2 separate regions of the Mus musculus genome follow, and region 2 is linked to region 1. Evidence: chromatin contacts called from public Micro-C data. All regions are on one chromosome and are shown on one strand. Each heading gives the region's core, a stretch centred on a gene start, on an enhancer-like site or on the middle of the called end of the contact. The rest is flanking DNA. Distances are from core to core; before and after follow the strand shown. Region 1 overlaps Inpp5d (inositol polyphosphate-5-phosphatase D). Region 2 overlaps Gm28888 (a long non-coding RNA gene).

Evidence for each region. Hi-C and Micro-C count contacts between places; a contact is called where the count stands out from the background.
Region 2: a contact with region 1 is called in a Micro-C map of the G1E-ER4 cell line. The contact joins two enhancer-like sites. A contact is called at or near these places in 3 of 484 Hi-C or Micro-C datasets (the G1E-ER4 cell line and erythroblasts).

Annotation. Positions count from the first base shown.
Region 1 is chr1:87,635,146-87,640,123 of GRCm38.p6, forward strand. Inpp5d (inositol polyphosphate-5-phosphatase D) reads left to right here. Exons shown (of 27, transcript NM_010566.3): 2 at 147-210. Among named protein-coding and RNA genes, the nearest start is that of Inpp5d, 17 kb to the left of the region's middle. Within about 2 kb of position 2,521, at least 207 of the 459 cell types and tissues checked have an H3K27ac peak or open chromatin away from gene starts, as enhancers often do. A contact at or near this core is called in the G1E-ER4 cell line and erythroblasts, where this site is marked.
Region 2 is chr1:88,489,942-88,494,919 of GRCm38.p6, forward strand. Gm28888 (a long non-coding RNA gene) reads left to right here. Exons shown (of 3, transcript XR_387232.2): 3 at 2,197-3,845. Among named protein-coding and RNA genes, the nearest start is that of Glrp1, 18 kb to the right of the region's middle. Within about 2 kb of position 1,915, at least 33 of the 459 cell types and tissues checked have an H3K27ac peak or open chromatin away from gene starts, as enhancers often do. A contact at or near this core is called in the G1E-ER4 cell line and erythroblasts, where this site is marked.

The DNA.
Region 1 (4,978 bases), core at 1,271-3,770:
TCACCATCATCCCTCAGACCACCGTCATCCCCGACATTTGCAGGCTTTGTACGCAGACTCCCCCCCAAGCTGTGTCAGACAGCCCTGTTCTATCTGGCTCTGTGTTTTCCTGCATGGTTTGTAATGCCGTCTTTGATTTATTTCAGGTTCCGGAATTGTGTTTACACTTACAGGATTCTGCCCAATGAGGACGATAAATTCACTGTTCAGGTAAGTCCCAAACCAACTTGTGCTTTCCCTGGGAGAAAAGAAAAAAGAGAAAGGAAAAACAGGTATTCTGAATAGTTGCAATGTGAGAACCTAGTAGAGCTTAGCTTTGTCCCCCAAAGCTATGTGTCTGGGGAACTGAGTGAATAACAGTGACTCCTCATAGATGACAGTTATAAGATGATAGTCATGCATGCTAAGGATTATTGGTGGCCATGGCTGAGAAAAGGACACAGTGGTGAAGGAAAGCCAAGCCAGTGCCTATGCCTTGATTTATTCTTTTGTTTGACTTCCATGGATGAGCAGATGTCAGTGGCCCAGGAAGGAGCAGAGGGAGGTGATCTTGCAAGAGAGATGGGAGATTAGATGAGATGGGGCCTTTAAATTCCCATAGCTCCCTTCTGCCCAAAGCATTGGTCATGGCATCTGAATCACTGTAAAAAGGCCAAATATACAAAGCCATAAATAAACTTGTTGATTGATTGATTGATTGATTGATTGATTGATGAGTTATGCCACAGTATGTGTGTGTAGAGGTCAAAGGACAACTTGAAGGAGTTGGTTCTCTCTTTCTGCCATGTGGGTTCTGGGGATTGAACTCAAATCCTAAGGCTTGGGTGGTTACTGCCTTTACCCACTGAGGCATCTCACCAGCCACAGCTGGATTTTAAAAGGGAAACAAACAAACAAACAAACAAACAGACAAACAAACAAAAAATCATCAGTGCCAATCAAAGCCGGGGAAGACCACCCTTGCAGTGTTTGTGTGACAAACACAGGGACTTGTCTGACCACAGAGTGTGGCAGCTGAGTGATGTGGAAGCCAGAGAAGCTAGTTTTTGCCTGACTTCATTGGGGAAGCATGGGGGCGTGCAGAAAGGAGGTGACAGCCCCCATGTCCTCAGTAGAGGAGAGGGCTGTGTGTCATTAAGCTCACAGCGACCATAGTAAGAGTCACAACAGCAGATGGGACATCTGTGTGAGCAGTGCAGTAAGGAAAGACAAGCATCTAGGGACTGGGTCACCAGAACAACAAGGAGCAAAGTCTTCAGGATTTTGCTGAAAAGAAAGGGGTGGGAAGGGAGATGTGAGGCATGTTGGTGGCTTCCGGAATGTGACAGGAATGATGAATTGTTTCGATCAAAGGGGTAGACTCAGAGCTGCCTTGTTGAAAGGCAGTCCTTAGGCAAAAGGCCCCAGAAACATGGAAGCGAGAGAGAAGTTATGAACAGAGGCAAAGCCTCGGAGGGCAGCTCATGATGGAATTCAAAAGAAACCACATCAGTACTTCCAACAGTCACTTCCTCCAGACGGTGGGACTCGAAGGGGGCCAGTTCCATCCAGGGTGTGGCAAAGCTTCCGTCTAGGGGAAGGGTCTGCTCATACTGAGCTTCATGGGAGAGGCCAGCGTGAACCACTGTGGGCTGGAGTAACGGCTGTACTGCATAGCATGGTGGTCAGGCTGAGCACAGTTCATACTTTTTCTCGTGTGCGCATGAACACCAGGATGGAAGGCGGGGCGGATGGGAGGCAGGGCGGATGGAAGGTGTGGTCTAGGGGTCAGGGAGTCCCTTTCCCAGCCCAGTCATTGGTGGGAAGCAACAGAACAAATCTGAGTACCCGCAAGCAAGCGCCCTTTTTTAAGCTTGGCAGGTGTTCGTTGCCTGAATACTTTCTGAGATGTGGACGCCACCAGCTTCTGGAGACATGGCTCAGGGGAGGTGGCTTAGGCATGCAGCCGTGGTCTCTACTTTTTTTTTTTTTTTTTTTTTTTCTAAGCCTAGGACTGTGTGAACTTTGCCTGGTGGCTTGGTGTCCTTGGCAAGTGGCTTCCTGCTAGGAGTCAACTCTCTTAAGTTAAAAGTTAGTCGGCATCTTTGATCTTTCTCCCCTTTTGTGGTTTCTTCTGTTCCTTCAAAGTGATGAAGACTTTAAGTATGACTGGAAAAGAGGTGACTCTGCGGCTTCTTGTTGAGGGTTTGTGCCCACAGCTTGTGAACCCATAACTCTGCCTGTCTGGAGTCTGTACCCACGTTCTCTTCACTCTTGCTTCCGTGGCTTCCTGTGACCCCAGAAATGACCACAGACCTTCAGTGGGACTAGGAGCTTCAGTGTGCTTTGGGAGTCCCTCTGGCTGATTTTTTTTTTTTTTTTTTTGCAAAGGTTTAGTGCCTTTGGTGGCCTGAAGGACACTAGAGAAGCCCAGGCCTTGGGACCAGAGGCTCTGGGGCCCTGGCTGGGTTCTACCTCAGTGAGTCAGCTCTTCTCTGTGGGTTGCTCCTCCCCTGCTGACAGCACTGCTCTTCTCAGATCCCAGAGGGAACCTGATTGGCTCAGCCACCAACAGCTCTCTCTGCCTGAACCACTCACCAGCTACTGAGCTCTTTGCTGCTTGGCTGTTAGGAAGCAGGTACCTGCCCACCACTGACAGATGAGGACAGATCATAGCCTCCTGTGGCTACCTCAGCCAGGGCAGTGAGCAGGCAGTTTTTATAGAAGAGATATGGCCTTGCTGGACACAATTGGTTTCAGTCTTGCACTTGACCTATGACCTTCTTGGTCATCTATACCAGCCAAGGGACAGGAAGCCATGGGCCTAAATGGTTTGAAAGTCCCCACCTATAAGGATGTCTTGTCCTATAAAAAACAAACAAGCAAACAAAACAACAACAACAAAATCCCCACACATTTACAAGTGCTGGAGATGTAGATAAGCTCAATTGGTAGAGAGCCTATCTAGCATGTGCAGACATGGTTCAGTTCCCTAGTACTGTGTAACACCTGGCATAGTAGCACATCCCTGTAATCTTAGCACTTGGGGATAGAGGTATAGAGTTAAGAGGATGGAAAGTCTTCAGGTACATAGTGAGTTAGAGATCGGCACACATGCATGTGCACACGCTCATGCACACACACATGCATGCACATGTACAGAACACACACCAGACATGCTAAAACAAACAATATAAGGAACAAATCAAAGCTCACAGCCAGTGAAGGCAAGGCAGAAACATTCTTCAGGAAGCGTTGGTATTTGGCCACTGCTTATTTTAACTCCAGTTCCTCTTTTCATGTTGAAGCAAAACCTGCATTCTTTCCTGAGCTTAGCCACAGTTTCTGTATAACTCAGTCCTTATACCTAAACCTGCTTAGTGTCAGCAGCAGCAGGAGCAAGGCTGAGACTGCACAGCGACACACCAAGGGCCTTCATGGTCCCAGCTCTTCTTATGGGAGGTCCTTGTTGAAACATTCATTCCACCTTCAATCTTTCCCAAGGACAATCTGTATCTCGTGGTCCAGAAGGCTCACTGATGGAGGGAAGCACGACCCCCACCACTCAGGGACTCAGCTCTGACTTCATTACTTATAGACCTACAAAATCAGAGGTGGGAAGGGTGGCAGCAGGATTCTCTTGTTTAACGCGGTAGACACTAGCGTTCACAACCCTGCTTCCAAGCTAAGTCTTCTTTCTCAGGGCTCAGAACATGTTTCCAGGCATAAATGGGTACTGAAACACTTCGGCAGTATGGGACCCAAGACCATTTCACGGAGGGGAGGCAGGGTAGTGGTCTCTCTGAGATGGGCCCTTCCTTGCCTATTTGGATGGTATTTGATCATGAATAGCACTTGGCTGTGTGTCCTGTGCATTCAGGATTTTGCAGCCACATGGCTTTGTTCAGGGACTGTGAAGAGACCAAACAGGAAGATAGAATGTTACATCTCCCCTGCTGTGGTCACAATTCTGTTCACGAATGACAGGGATGGTCTCCATGGAGGCCATTGTTCTCTTTACTGCCCTTGTTCTTAGTAAGGAGACATCCATGTCCAGTTCTTGGTAAGAAGGGAGACAGGGGGCTGGTGAGATGGCTCAACGGTTAAGAGTGCCGACTGCTCTTCCAAAGGCCCTGAGTTCAAATCCCAGCAACCACATGGTGGCTCACAACCATCTGTAACGAAATCTGATGCCCTCTTCTGGAGTGTCTGAAGACAGCTACAGTGCACTTACATATAATAAATAAATAAATATTTAAAAAAAAAAAAAAAAAAAGAAGGGAGACAGCCACATGTTCTTCAGTCTGCAAGGTGAAAAAAGAATGGGAAGAAAATGGGAGGGAAAGAGATGCTGAGAACAGTATAAAGGGGGGGGACTGAAAGACATAAAAGAAAAGGAATAATGAGATGAGGGAAAGATAATGAAGGAAGGAACAGTCAAGAAAGAGGAAGGCTGTGGACGTGATGGGTACGGTTTCTACAAAGGAAAAGAGGTGGGTGCATGCAGGGCGAGAAGCTGCAAAGGTGATGGAGGATGAAGATGGAAGTGTGCTGTGGGCTGTGGAAGGTGTCTGTGGAGGATGTCTATCCCTGGCTCTGCTCCGGGCACTGAAGCAAGGATCCACAGACACTGTGAGACAGGTTTAACGCAGATTCTCAGACCCAGAGAGTGTTCTGATTTAAAGTCCATGCGGACATCCTCTGGGTACTGTGTGAGGCCAGAGGCAGGCAGGCAGGATGCTTACTTAGCCCATCGGGCCCCGGGTTCCCATGCCTAGAGGCGGTGTTCGTGTGAATCCTGGGTCCTTCCTGAATCTACAAAGGAAGTGACTCTCCCCTCAGGGAAGTGACATCCATCTTGGGCCGCTGACTTCAGAGTGAGCTGTTCACCCAGTTGTTGCCTTTTGGAGTAGCTTTGCTCCCTGGGAAGCCAGGGAGGGTCTGAGGCAGGACAAGAAGTCTTAACAGACAACTGTGTTGTGTCTGAGGAGGCTGAAGA
Region 2 (4,978 bases), core at 665-3,164, 850 kb after region 1:
AACACCTCTGGGAACAGGAAGGAGTGTCTTAAGACTGTTGGTGATGCCACCGCCAGTTACTAACCAGAGACTCCGCAGCAGCTATGACGTGGCCGCAGCATTCTTGAGCAGAAAAACTCTTATGAGTTGTGTAAGTGTTACAATTCTGAAGGGAAAGGCTTCCCCTGTAAAAAGTGTTACAGCTCCGAAGGGAATAGCTTCCCCAATGGAGATGTTGGAGTTTCGAGGAGGAAGGTTTCCCCCGTGACTGGAGTGTTAAGAGCTCTACTGAGAAATATATCCTGGCAGTTGGGAGCGGAGGAATACCACAAAGCCACACTGCACAATAAACCTCACACATGAGATCTGGCGGGCGAGGCACAAGAGAGTAGCCGCCTCTGCTTGGGCGAGCAGAAGGCAAGCTTTGTAGAGTGTTTTTTTAGGGGAGGGGGTGGAGCTTTCCAGCGTAGCCTGGGATTGGAGAGGTTATGTAGCCTGATCTTGGGGTGAGCTCAGGGATTGGTGGAATTTCGTGCTCAGGGATTGGTGGGTTTTGGTAGGTTTTTTCCTTTGGAAGTGGGTGCAGATCTTTTGCCCTACAGGCAGATGGGAAGAGAGTTCTGACCGTGCCCAGTAAGAAGTGTGACCGACTGTGGCTCCTTTTCTGAGCACAAGCCCTTCTAGCGGAGTCCTCTAGTCTCTCCTCTGCCTGGAATCAGAAGGGCGATGACTATCCTGCTCAATGTTCGAGTTGCTCCCTTTCCGACCAGACTCTCCCATGGCTACATTCAGCGAAGTCCACAGGGGGTTGGGGTTGGGGGAGCTGTATCTATGTTTAAAAGATTCTACAAGCCTGGTTAACCAAGTACAACTCTTCTGTGAAGAGTTGCAACGTTTTAGGTCCAGATTTAATAATTCTTGAACTATCTTAGTTCACCTCTGTTTTTGACCTAGCATCTTCGTGACTATTAGGTAAATCCTTTGGTGTCTATAGAGCATACTTCCACCATCCCAAAGGCTAAAAATGTTATTTATATAGTAGCAAGAACTGGACCTGCCTGCTTGATACTCCATACACTATTTGAAAATTCATCTTGATTTCTAATTTTTCTTGTTCTGCTATTATAGAAACTACATGAAACCATGACCATATTGGAACACAGTATTTGGCGCAAACTGAATCTGGATTCCTAAGCCACAGTCGGCCATATTTGGCTCCAGGATAAACTATTGCTTACATTCTTTAGCGTGAGAGCTGTGTTTTTGTGTTGACAATTGAAAGATCCAGTGGTTGTAACCTTTGAAGACCGAATTTTGTAAACTTCAGGTTTCAAATTATCCATTTGCCCTCTCAAAAATCATTTCTCAGGGCTGGAGAGATGACCCAGTGATTAAGAATGCAGAGTGCTTTTTGCAGAGGATGTGAGTTCTATTCTCTGTACTCATGTCTGATGGCTTACAACCATCTGTAATTCTACTACTACTACTACTACTACTACTACTACTACTACTACTACACACACACACACACACACACACACACACACACACACACACACACACACTTAAATGTAATAAAAAGAAATCTTAAAAAAAATCCTTTCTGAGACAAAGATAATTTCCTTCTGGGCAGGGAGGAAGATGAAGGCTGTGCTGTTCAGGAAAGTAGCCAGCATGTCGGTGATCAATGTATTGATCCTCCTGTTCCAGTCCAGCAGAACTCATTGTCCTTTCCCTCACGGCTCTTAGCAACAGCTTCTTGAACTCATTATTAAATTACCAACGAGAGCGTCTGGAACAGTCTTTGCCAGGCAGTCCTGCTCTGGTCTGCAACAGGCCTCCCTAGAATATTTATTGTACATCCTGGGATGGTGGGCATTTAATCTCTCTTTGTGGTCAATAAACTGAGGCTTCGGGAGGTGAGGTAAACGGCCCAAAGATTATGCAAGCTACGCACAGCAGAGAAGCTGAAAACGGGAGGGCTTCGCGCCTCCACGCATACTCTGACTTCTTAGCTGAGTTGCCAGCCAGTTGTTTTATTTGCCCTTTCACCTGGTGCTTATAAAACTACCCATAAAGTCCATAAAATCACACAGCTCTGCAAAAGCAGCACGCCAGTTAACTAACTGCAGGAACGCAAAAGCATATCTAGAGAAGGCTCTCTTTGTTGTCCTTTGCAGCTTAGCTCTCATTTTAACTCATGTTTGTGTATTACAGATAAGAAGAGAACAGAGTAACTCCTCCCTCAGCAGCGATGGACTGCCATGGAAGCCTCTGATAAGGATGGGGCCCCGGGGCACGCCTTCCTTCATGCTGGATTTTGATGGTCTTGGCCTCATGCGGGTCTTTCGTGGGGAGCCACTTTTGCTGTGAGCTGGTGCATGCAACATCAGTGTCATGTCTACAAGCCAGTATTTCCTAACCCTCCTTTCTATCCACCTGCTCTTGCATTCTTCCTACTCCAAGAGTATGTGGTTTCCCTGCCAGCAATGTCCAGCACTGGCTAAGACCAGTGATGCCTTTTCTTCCCCAGAAGCCCGTACAGCACAATGCAAGCTAGCCAGGCTCTTGAGGATGATTTCTTGAAGCCTCACATCCAAAATGAGTACTGTCTTCAACAACAGCATTTCATCAGGCTTCTCCAAGTATGCTTAGTTCTGGCTAACCCGCTCCTACCATCCATCTCCTTGCCCCACCCTAGCCCCATCTCCACTTGAACCTTTAACCCTGAGCATTTCCACTGCCTCCTATCATGTTGCCTGGGTCCCACTGTCCCTTTGAACTGATTTTTCTTCTCAGTCTGGAGGACCATAGGTTTCCACGTAGCTTTCTCATGGAAACTTCATTATTTAGTGCTCTTTTCCCCCTTTGGAATTCATCTTGGAATAGGGGAAAACCAGCTCTAACGTTAATTTTTTTTCTCTAGCAGCTGGTAAATTGCTCCAATATTGCATATCAATCCAGTTCTTCTATTCCCATTGATTTGAAATTACAGAGTACCTAGAGTTAGCAGGGTTTGGGGGTAGGGCTAGGGGTGGGAAATGACCCCTCTTTTATATGAAAATAACTGAATGGAATCAAGTTATAACAGCAAGAGTGAATACCCTCACACTTATGGTTCTGGAGAGAATTATATGCACTATTTTTGGAGGATATTTTTACTTTGATGCTTTTATATATTTTCTAAAGTCCCTTTGGTTTGTTGTATTATTTTGTAATCAAGAAAACTGCACATCACATGTCATCTTAAACTATTGTGCCTTTGATTGAATAAGGAGAAGGGTTTATAAATTCAGCCTATTTTCTTCTTAGAGTTATCTCCCCCGCCTCTGCTATATTGTAGAGCATTCTCTAAATTCTGAAGACAGTGCTAGCTAATTTTCAGCCTTATAATGGGCCCATACCTCAAATTCATCACCCCATAAACTTTGCAAGCAGAGACGATAAGTGCAGGTTTTTTTTTTCAAGTGAAGAATTATAGCTCACTTTTGGAGGGAAAAAAAAAGTCAAACCCCAGGCGTGCAACTGAGCTGTGTCAAGGAAGATGAGCAGGGCATGGTGGCATTCCTCACCTCATGTCAGCTGTCTGATGACATAGTCTTCTTCCGTTGACTTTTGGCTTCAATCATTTTGAACATATTTTGCCCACTTTTTCTTCTCTTCCTCATGTTTTGAGATGTTAAGCACTTTCCCTTAAGGGCATAGTTATAAATGCCACTCCTCACACCTCATGATGGGACGCTATACAGCCATGATATGTTGTTCCAGGTCTGCCCTATGGGGATCTGTCCATATGTGTCCATGTGTGTTGGAGTTCCTAAGTGTGATTTCCACACTTACATAAAGGTGTATATCATGCACGGTAAGATGCGGTTTTATTATTTTGCCTGTTTTGTAAAGTTCCAAGTGTAAAAGTTGGTGGCCCATATCATGAAGGGATGACACAAGGAAGTGTACGGCAAAGGCCATCTGTGACAGGTTCAGCTGTGAGGGAGCATAGGGAATGTGACAGACAGAGACCCAGGGAGCAAGGTGCAGCAGGAAGACATGATATCACTGTGAGCTGAGTCTACATCAAGGAGGGGAGGGACGGAGAGAGGAAGGGAGGGAGGGAGGGAGGGAGGGAGGGAGGGAGAGAGGGAGAGAAGGATTCTCAAGATGCAGAAGGAGAAGACATCACCCCTCTATGCTTCCTGCCCAGTGGCACATCTATATAGACAGTGGCAGATCTATATAGATTGGTTCATATGGGCTTCTTAATCCCATGGTTTCTGATTGGCTTTGAATAGACAGGGATGGGGAGTAGGGAGAAAGATGAGGATATTTGTTCCCAAGCTACCTCCATGCCATGCTGCAGACAGACAGTGGCTAGCTACTCTTTCTGGTACCATGCCTGTCTCTGGGTACCAGGAATTACTTTGCCCTTTTGCTCTTCAAGGCCATGGTTTCCTGATGCTGGCAGCTATGCATCACATTTCTTCTTTCTCTCCTTCTCCTTCTCTTCCTCCTCCTTTTCATCTGTGCCCACACCTCACCAATGACCCCTTCGTTAAACTGTCCTTTCTGAATGAGCCACTTAAATTGTCCACAGCTGTGTGTGTGTGCATATTTTTGTGTATGTGGTGCATGTGAGTGCACATGTGTGTGCATCTGTGTGCCCAGAGTCAATGTTAGGTATCTTTCTCAATCTCTCTCCACTTCATTTATTGAAGCAGGGCCTCTTGCTGAACCTAGAGCTTTCTGATTTGTCTTCTGGCTAGTTGGTTTATTCTGGGGATCCTATCTTCTGAGCGTGTGGGTGTCAGGTGACTCCTGTGCCTGCTTGGATTTTTATGTGGGTTGTGGGGATACAAACTCTACTCCTCACATTCACTTAGCAAGTGTGCTTCCCGATCCTTCTTCCCAACTTCCCTGCATCTTTTCTGACCTCTGTGGGAAGGACGGTCTTCCACCTCCTCCTTCTTCCTCCTCCTCCTCCTGTATTCTTACTACCACTGGA